Regions from separate parts of the Sus scrofa genome. Here region 2 is linked to region 1. Evidence: chromatin contacts called from public Hi-C data. All regions are on one chromosome and are shown on one strand. Each heading gives the region's core, a stretch centred on a gene start, on an enhancer-like site or on the middle of the called end of the contact. The rest is flanking DNA. Distances are from core to core; before and after follow the strand shown. Region 1 holds the start of RABGGTB (Rab geranylgeranyltransferase beta subunit). Region 2 holds the start of ACADM (acyl-CoA dehydrogenase, C-4 to C-12 straight chain).

Evidence for each region. A called contact is a pair of places that touch in the nucleus more often than the background predicts.
Region 2: a Hi-C map of skeletal muscle shows a contact between it and region 1, with 2.8 times the contacts expected there. The contact joins the promoter of ACADM here to the promoter of RABGGTB in region 1. A contact is called at or near these places in 1 of 5 promoter capture datasets (liver), 11 of 47 Hi-C or Micro-C datasets (alveolar macrophages, embryonic fibroblasts, epiblast stem cells and 5 more) and 2 of 2 datasets of contacts at active chromatin or transcription factors (alveolar macrophages and skeletal muscle).

What each region holds. Positions count from the first base shown.
Region 1 is chr6:137,532,689-137,537,405 of Sscrofa11.1, forward strand. It overlaps RABGGTB (Rab geranylgeranyltransferase beta subunit), which reads right to left and starts at 1,444. Exons shown (of 11, transcript NR_145513.1): 1 at 1,424-1,444; 2 at 1-49.
Region 2 is chr6:137,572,966-137,577,731 of Sscrofa11.1, forward strand. It overlaps ACADM (acyl-CoA dehydrogenase, C-4 to C-12 straight chain), which reads right to left and starts at 2,579. Exons shown (of 12, transcript NM_214039.1): 1 at 2,545-2,579. The coding sequence starts at 2,574.

The sequences.
Region 1 (4,717 bases), core at 194-2,693:
GGGTGTCAGGTGCATCTGACTTGATAATGACATCCTTCTGCGGTGTACCCTTCCACAATAAATTGATTTCATAAGTTATCTCTTAATATTTGACCCCAGAGCATGTGTTCAATATACATCTGAACTTTTTATTTCGTGTTGCCAAATGAAAACTTTCAATTTAAAATTATCTGGCCAAGAAAAACCAAGGCACTAAAGTCCTTCATAAAGATCCAAGTATTTTTCAGGTCTCAGAGTAATTCTAGAGCTAAAGTAGTACTAATCAACTTTAGATTCAGAATACATGCCAGCTCATCATCGACCCAAAAATACTACCTTCATCTGTCTTTATCTTTCACACAGAACACCAAAATAAAATAAAAATCTATTTATTCCATAATTTGAGTTAAGTGCTTTAATGAAGTTTAACTCTAGAAATTGTATAAATTCTGGGAACTTCGAAGCACCTTCCATATACCTCAAAGGTTATTTATCAAGGAAGCAGTCCCTTTAGACTCACCTTCTCCAGCTTTAGCCTGTTTCCCCAAATGCAACAAGTCCCCAAGGGACGAGAATGCTGCTCTAGTTATCCACATTTCTGATCTATATCTAAGACTGTACTTTACTGTTTTATTTGAAGTAGGTCACAACAGTTATCAATAATAAAATAGTGAATTTCTCAGAGTTCCCGTTGTGGCTCAGCAGAAAGAATCCAACTAGCATCCATGAGGATGTGGGTTCGATCTCTGGCCTTCCTCATTGGGTTAGGGATCAGGCACTGCTCCGAGTTGTGTAGGTCGCAGATTAGGCCTGGATCCCACATTGCTGTGGCTGTATCATAAGCCAGCAGCTACAGTTCTGATTGGACCCCTAGCCTGGTAACTTTCCTATGCCATGGATGCAGCCCTAAAAAGAAAACAAAACAAAACAAAAAAATAATAGTCAATTTCTTGTCTAGCCCATTGCCCATTAAAATTTACTAGGTCAACAAGATCGTACCGCTAATCATTCTAAAGATCTTAAATAATTCTTTTTTAATTTTATTACTCCATTTATTACATTGGATAATAATTCTAACGCATACATATATATATATATATATATATGCTTCAACCTACATATAGAAGGAAAAAGGTACTACCGACTTGCCCAGTTTTTAGGAGGAAATTAAGAAATCCGGTTGTTGAACCAGGAGGCCCGACCGATAGCAGGAAGTCTGAATAAAATCAGAGGCGGCAACGACGCATGCAAGGCCTGCAGAAAACGCTGAATAATACTTCACCCTCTCTCCCGCTCTCAAAAATACTCCCAAGACCTCTATCTTAACGCGACCATTCTCCAATATTTAGTAAACAACCCACCGGTGACTAAAATGCTTAATATCACCCTTCCCAGGCTCCTCCCGAGCCATCCGGACAGCAATGCAATACACGTCCACACTCACCATGTCTGACAGCGAAAAGAGAACTTGGCTCTTTCGTGGGCGGATTTAGGCAGCACGCGCCTGCCCAGAAGCGTCTCTCAGGTCCCCTCCGCGCCCAGACTTAGGTGACCACATTCCCGCCTGAAGGAAAGAGGGATCCCGAGGCTGCTCTAGGACCCCATCGGCTGCTCATGGCTGTCCTCGCTGCCTGTGCTTAAAGTCTCTAAGCCCGTTTTCTTGTCCCTTAAACACCGCCGTTTTATCTAAAACTGTTTTAAGTAATGTTTAAATATCTGCATAACTTTTAAGAAATCGTTTATTGTTGAGGATCTTTGAAATGCCTGGTAATAAATAGAGTTGCACCGTAATTACGTGTGCAATAAATATTCACATTCAGCTCTTATTAGCTAACTCTCACCTACTCCCTCCTCTTTCAGGAAGTTCTAATATTTGCAATATTTGGAGATTGTTTTTGAAAAGGAAACACCGTTATGCTTCTTATAAGCTTTCCATCGAATTCAGCTTTGCTAGGTGTGTTAATGCAGCTATTTGTAACTGTGCTTTCTTAGGACTTTAATCCTTAAAAGTATTTTGAGCACCTACCAGAAAATACTGGCACCTACTCTTAAATTTTTTTTTTTTTCAGGAGTTCCCATCATGGCGAAGCAGAAACAAACCCAACTAGGAACCACGAGGTTGTGGATTATATGCCTGGCTTCGCTCAGTGGGTTAAGGATCCAGCGTTGCCTCCACTGGAGGTGTGGTGTAGGTCGCAGACCTTGCTCCGCTGGGATCTGGCTTGCCTGTGGCGTAGGCTGGCAGCTATGGCTCCAATTAGACCCCTAACGTGGGAACGTCCATATGCCAAGGGTGTGGCCCTCAAAAGACGAAAAAAAAAAACCTGAAAAGTAAGAATTTGGGGAAGAATTCCTTACGCAGAGATATGTGTGAGCTATCAATAACTGAGAAAATATTGAATCCACTATGATGATAGATTTCATTATTTCTCTCTTAGTTCAATTGCTATCCCCAGGTATAGTTTGAGGCTAGGATAACATGTATTACTAAATGCATGTTAAGTTTAGAACTATCTATTTCTGGTGAGTCAAGCCACTTATCATTAAGTGATGATGTTTCTAGCCCTAATAATTTTTATCTTAAAAATTATTCCTTGGGAGTTCCCGTCATGGCTCAGTGGAACCATGAAGTTGTGGGTTTGATCCCTGGCCTCGCTCAGTGGGTTGAGGATCCGGCATTGCCGTGAGCTGTGGTGTAGACTGCAGACATGGCTCAGATCTTGCACTGCTGTGGCTCTGGCCTAGGCCTGAAGCTACAGCTTGGATTCGACCCCTAGCCTAGGAACCTCCATATGCTGTCAGTGTGGCCCCAGAAAAGACCCCTCCCCCCAGAAAAATTCTTCTTTGGAGTTCCTGTCGTGGCTCAGTGGTTAACAAACCTGTCTACTATCTGTGGGTTCACAGGTTTGATCCCTGGCCTTGCTCAGTGTGTTAAGGATCCTGCATTGCTGTGAGCTGTGGTGTAGGTCACAGATGTGGCTTGGATCTGACATTGCTGTGGCTGTGGTGTAGACCAGCAGTTACACCTCCAATTGGACCCTAGCACCACATGCTGCAGGTGCAACCCTGAATAGACAAAAGACCACAAAAAGTCTTCCTTGAAAGTTCCTTTATGGCACAGCAGGTTAAGGATCTGGCCTTGTCACTGCAGCAGTTTGAGTCCCCGCTCCAGTGTGGGTTTGGTCCCTGGCCCAGAAATTTCTATATGCCATGGGCACAACCAAAAAAAAAAAAAAAAAAGTCTATCTTGTTAAATGGTGCTGCCAAAAAATCAATCACTCAATCTGAGAAAGATATCAATCTGAGAAAGATATGGAATTTTTTATTAGAGTTAAATTTGAGATGTTATAACTTGGGAAGAGCAACTTGGAAATCTCTGAGAGCTGTTCTGCCCACAGTCAAAGCACAGTTAAATGCTGGTTTTCTGTGGGTTTTTTTTTCTTTTTAGGTCCATACCTGTAGAAGGGCCATATGGAAGTTTCCAGGCTAGGGGTCAAATCTGAGCTACCTACACCACAGCTCCTGGCAATGCCGGATCCTTAAGCCACTGAGCAAGGCCAGGGACCAAACCTGTGTCCTCATGGATACTAGTCAGTTTCCTTTCTGCTGAGCCATAACTGGAATTCTTCTAAGAAGTTAATCATGTTAATGCTAGGTTGATTGATTTTGGCCTCAGGCTGGGCTTGCAGATTTCCCTGGCCAGGGCTCTAATCCAAACCACAGCTATAGCCAGAGACTTAGCAGTGACAAGGCCAATTTTTTTTAGCCCTCTGAACCAGGAAGGAGCTATAAGGATGCTGCTATTTATTGCCGCTGATGAGGAATGTTTTGTCCGTACGTAATTCAGATACACAATGCACATTGCAGGGAAGAGGAGACCACAGGGCAGAGATTTTTTTTTTTTATGTTTAAATATTTACTGTCTTGCCACAAAATATGAATTTTATTTCACAATAGTAATGTAAGTCCCCCAGCTTTCTTTTACCTCTAAATCAGATGAGGGGGAAGTGTTGTGGAGTGAGAGGAACCAAGGGAGAGAGAGAGAGAGAAAAAAAAAAAATTCAAACCTGGAAAAAGCAACACTCAAAATAAGAATAACACAGAGTTCTCTTGTGGTGCTGTGGGCTAAGGATCTGGTGTTGTCACTGTAGTGACTTTCATTTGATCCCTGACCCAGGAACTTCGGCATACTGTGGGCCCAAGCAAAAAAAGAGACAATAATGCATCAAATCCAAAAAGCAACATTCAGACTGAATCAAACTGCTGAAGTAAAGGAAAGCAAGCCTCCCTTCCTACTTTATGAATTCATTTAACAAATATGTTTTGAGTGCCTAGGATGTGCCAAATATTCTAGGTTCTGGGAGTACAATGGTGAGCAAAATGGAAATACGTATAGGGAACAAATGTTCTAGAAATTCTTGTAATTACATTCAGTAATTTTATCTCTAGCTATTTGTTCTACAGATATACTCTCTTTGGTATAAAGTGACTTATGTGGAAGAATATTCATAGCAGCAAGTCTCTGTAATAGCTAAAGATTACAAATATTTTTAACCATCAAAAGGTTAAATAAACTATGGTGTTTTCATTATGCAGCCATTAAAAAGAATGAGGAGGAGTTCCCATCGTGGTACAACAGAAACAAATCTGACTTAAGAACCATGAGGTTGCAGGTTCGATCCCTGACCTCGCTCAGTGGGTTAAGGATCTGGCATTGCCGTGAGCTGTGGTCAAAAAT
Region 2 (4,766 bases), core at 1,329-3,828, 41 kb after region 1:
TACGGGTTTGTTCCCTGCCCTTGCTCAGTGGGTTAACAATCCGGCGTTGCCGAGAGCTGTGGTGTGGGTTGCAGAGGCGGCTCTAATTCCTTGTTGCTGTGGCTCTGTTGTAGGCTGGTGGCTACAGCTCTGATTAGACCCCTAGCCTTTGAAATCTCCATGTGCCACGGGAGCGGCCCTAGAAAAGACAAAAAGACAAAATAAATAAATAAATAAAATAAAGGGACAACATAGGAGTTCCTGTTGCGGCACAGTGGAAACAAATCTAGGAACCATGAGGGTTTGATCCTTGGCCTCACTCAGTGGGTGAAAGGAATCAGGATTATTGCTCTGACATTTATATTAAGAGCTCATGCTATCAACCACTTTGCTGTATCAATCCTTCAATTTAGTATCCTAATTGGTTATTAGATTCTATAAAGAAAAAAAAAAATCCCAGGAAAAAGACCAAAAACTTGACTCTTCTAAATGTATGTTTAGATAGCACTGCATGAAAATTCTAAATTCACCAATACAGGTAAAATGGTGAGCTGAAAGACTTTAAATAAGGGATTATTACTGTATTTAAAATAATTTACAAAAAATTTCTATATGGTTTTTTTAGGAAAACATGTTACACTGAGTACAAAGGTTGCTAAAGCCAAGGGCAATTCCCAGAGACCTGCAATTAACTTCTTTTCAAACCTGGAAAATGGGGCCAATATTGGGTAATTAATGAGATGATCAGGGTTTTTTTTTTTTTTTTTTTTTTTTTGGCTTTTTAGGGCTGCACCCGAAGCATATGGAGGTTCCCAGGCTAGGGGTCTGATTGGAGATACACCTGCCGGCCTACACCACAGCCACAGCAATGCCAGATCCAAGCCAAGACTGCGACCTACACCACAGCTCATGGCAACGCCGGATCGTTAACCCACTGAGCAAGGCCAGGGATAAAACCAAAACCTCGTGGATTTGTTTCTGCTGAGCCACGACAGGGACTCCTAAAATCATTTTTTAAATCCCCCAATTTCTGCCTGGAGTTCTCATTGTGGCTCTGTGGTAACAAAGCTGACTAGAATCCATGAGGACTAAGGTATGATCTCTGGCCTCATTCAGTGGGTTAAAGGATCCTACCTGGTGTAGGGTGCAGATATGGCTCAGATCCCTAGCTGCTGTGGCTGTGGCATAGGCCTGCAGCTACAGTTCCAACTTCTCCTAGCCTAGGAACTCTCATATGCCTTGGGTGTGGCCCTAAAAAAAAAAAAAAAAAAAAAAATTCCCCCAATTTCTGCTGTCAGAGCCCATTAACGTATACAGCAATGACAAATACTGGACAACAGGCATTAGAATTATTCTAAACTCTAAAACTGCTACTATTTTGGTCGAGGACATAACTTTCTTAATTAAAATGAAGTTTAAGTGGCAGTCTTATGTGACTATATCAATAATATTTAAGACAGCAAAATATACCTAGTAACTCAAACAATTTAAAGTCTGTGAGGGAGTTCCCATTGTAGCTCAGTGGTAATGAACCCCACCAGTATCCATGAGCAAAGGACAAGAGCTCAAACCCTGGCCTTTGCTCAGTGGGTTATTGATCTGACGATTCTGTGAGCTGTAGTGAAGACACAGCTGGGATCCAGTGTTGCAGCTCTAATTCAACCCCAGCCTAGGAACTTCCATATGCCTCCGGGTAAATGAAGCCAACCCCCCCCCCCCCAAAAAAAAACAGGAGACAACACTAGGATATACAAAAAGCTTTAAGAAAAATTCTGCTGTAGGATTTTCTTTTAAAAAAAATTGTTTTTTGGCTGCTCCTGCTGCACAAAGAGGGCCAGGCATCAACCTTCCCCTCAGTAGTGACAACACTGAATCCTTAACTCACTAGGCTACCAGGGAACTCCATCCCCCCTTTTTGTAAAGGCACACAATGTGGAAGCGTTCCTCTCCTTCTTACAAAACCAAGTGTTATTAACCATATTAAATATCCTGAAGGGCAGCTGCTCCATTTTCCTTTTCCCCGTGACTTGGCAGACACCCAAGATTCAAGTTCATCTGAGTTGTGCACTTTCCAGTATACATCAATTGCAGAATGAAATTTATGACTTCCGTCCTAGGCTGGAGATAGCCGGTAGAGAATTTTCTCCGAGATACTACTCTAGTTCGGCAAAAACTGGGTGTAATTCTGTAATTCCCCGCCCAATTCGGAGATAGATGTACTTCGGTGTAGGATGGGAAATCTTTGGAAGGATCTCAGCCCAGAGAAAGAAAAAGGATATTCTGAAAAGTGGACGCCGCCTACATAGAGAGCAGGTGCCGAGGGGATAGAGTTAAGAGCGAAAACCCCAGAAGTATTCAGTCCCACAATGAGAGGAAGGGTGGGCGCGAAAGCCAGGCGAGGGCCTGTAATCCCAGCCGCTGCCCGGGATTGGGTAAGGAGAGCCAAGGCGCCCCGGAAGCAGAATCTCCCCCCACCCCGACCGCACCTATTTTCGGTCCAGGTCCCCCTCACCAAACATCGCAACCTCCATTCCCCACCCCGCCGAGCCCTGCCCTTCCTCTCACCCTGCAGCTTCGCCTAAACATCGCTGCCATGCCGCCAACCGGTCCGGTGACTCAATCTCTAAACCACCCTCTGGGTCAAGACCGCTTAAATTTGGTCGCATGACTCACCGGGCCCCGCCCACCCGCACCGAGCTCTGGGGCGGGAGGGGGCGGGGCCTGCGAAGAGAGTCTTTGAAAGGGACGTGGAAGACGGAACCCGCTGAGTGTGCGGGATTTAGCTGAACGCTCACTCTTGGCCTCGCCTACGCCGTGCGCGCCATCTTGGGAAGGGGTCTGGCGCGCTTCTGGGGCCTGACTCTTCCGCAGAGGTGGTTCCTGAAGAGGCCCCGCTTCCCACTAGGCCTTTGAGTTCAGACTACCCGCCCTCTTGGGGAGAAGCGGAGGCTGCCAGCGGTGCGGAGATGGAACCGCGAGGGGGAGGAAGCGGCGGAGGCGAGGATTAAGAGGGGGCCGGTAGGCTGGCGAAGAATCTGGGTCAAAGGGCAGTGACCAGGATCCTGGCGCAAAGACAGCCCCCGGGCTTTCGAACTTGACTTTTTTTTACTCTCTGACCCACCCAGATCGCTTCTGCTTTAAGGAGCCAAAAGTTCACATTGCTGGACTCAAGGCGAAGACTGTTCTGTGCTTAAAATTTAAACAGTGGGAATCTGAATCACTTAAGTAAATTTGATTTTACAAATAGCCCTAGGGCTGTCTATTACTGTTTACGTGTGTGGGTGTGGAGAAAGGTTTTGGAAACAAGGGTGTAAGATGAAGCCTTATCTAAAAGCTCCTAGCTTAGCGAGTTGGAAATAAATGCTTGAAGAATTCTATTTAAAGTCGCTCTCCCAGTTAGAGATAACTGTGATGTTACAAAGCCAGGGGATTTGTAAAGGTGATGTTACAAAGCCAGGGGATTTGTAAAGGTGTCCAGGCTTGGATGTCTGTTTGTGAAAACTAATGGAAGCCAAGTGTAAATGAAGAGTATTAACGTTTTCCAGAATTCCCAGAACTTTTTATTTTTATTGCTTCCATCCTAATTTAGGCTCTCATCCCTCCCCCCTAAATCTTGTTACTAACAACTCTTGACTAGTAAAGACTGTCTCAAAATAAATCTAAGACAGGTGTTCACTTTCTATATGCTGTTATTGTACCCCTCTACCAGAACCTTACACTTTGTCTTCCGGAAATATATGATGTATTTATTTGGACCGGGACAAGGCAGACTGTTAAATGCTAAATTAAAAGTACCGGAGAGGAGCTCCCTTTGTGGCACAGCGGAAATGAATCTGACTGGTATCCATGAGGATGTATATTCAATCCCAGGCCTCGCTCCGTGGGTGGGAGATCCTGCTGTGCTGTGAGTTGTAGTGTGGGTCAAAGACCAAGCTCGGATCCCACGTGACTGTGGCATAGCCTGGCAGTTGTAGTGCTGATTTGACCCCTAGCCTGGGACCTTCCTTATGCTGCCTAGGTGCAATCCTTGAAAAAAAAAAAAAAAACGTACCAGAAAAACTTGGAAAAGGGATAAGTCAGTTTGTCCTGGACTCTACAAGAAAAGCCCTCAAAGAGGTAGGTAAAGCATAAAATGGACTGTTTGAAATGGATTGGATTTGGCTATGCATGTCTTCTTTTTTTCCAGTTTCTTATTCTGAACGTTTTAAGCACAGAAAAAATGAACAGAAACTACAAAGTCACACATATGCCCATCACTAAACTGAACTTGTTTATGTTTTTCAAAATCTGTGAAAAGAAACCATCCACTTTGACAGCTGTCTATCTGGCAACTTCAGCTTGTAAAGAGAATCACCTACATTTAATGTGACAATAATAGGAGTTCCCGTCGTGGTGCAGTGGTTGACGAATCCGAGTAGGAACCATGAGGTTGCGGGTTCGATCCCTGCCCTTGCTCAGTGGGTTAACGATCCGGCGTTGCCGTCAGCTGTGGTATAGGTTGCAGACGCGGCTCGGATCTTGCATTGCTGTGGCTCCGGTGTAGGCCGGTGGCTACAGCTCCGATTGGACCCCTAGCCTGGGAACCTCCATGTGCCATGGGAGCGGCCCAAGAAATAGCAAAAAGACAAAAAAAAAAAAAAAAATGAATGTGGGTGTCCAGTTGTTACAGTGTCACTCATTGCATATCTAATCTAAAGGAAAAGTGTTTGCAATTTTCAAAATTTGAATCTATGATACCTGATATTATTTGAAAACTCTTCTGGAACCTATTGTTTGGTGACTTAATT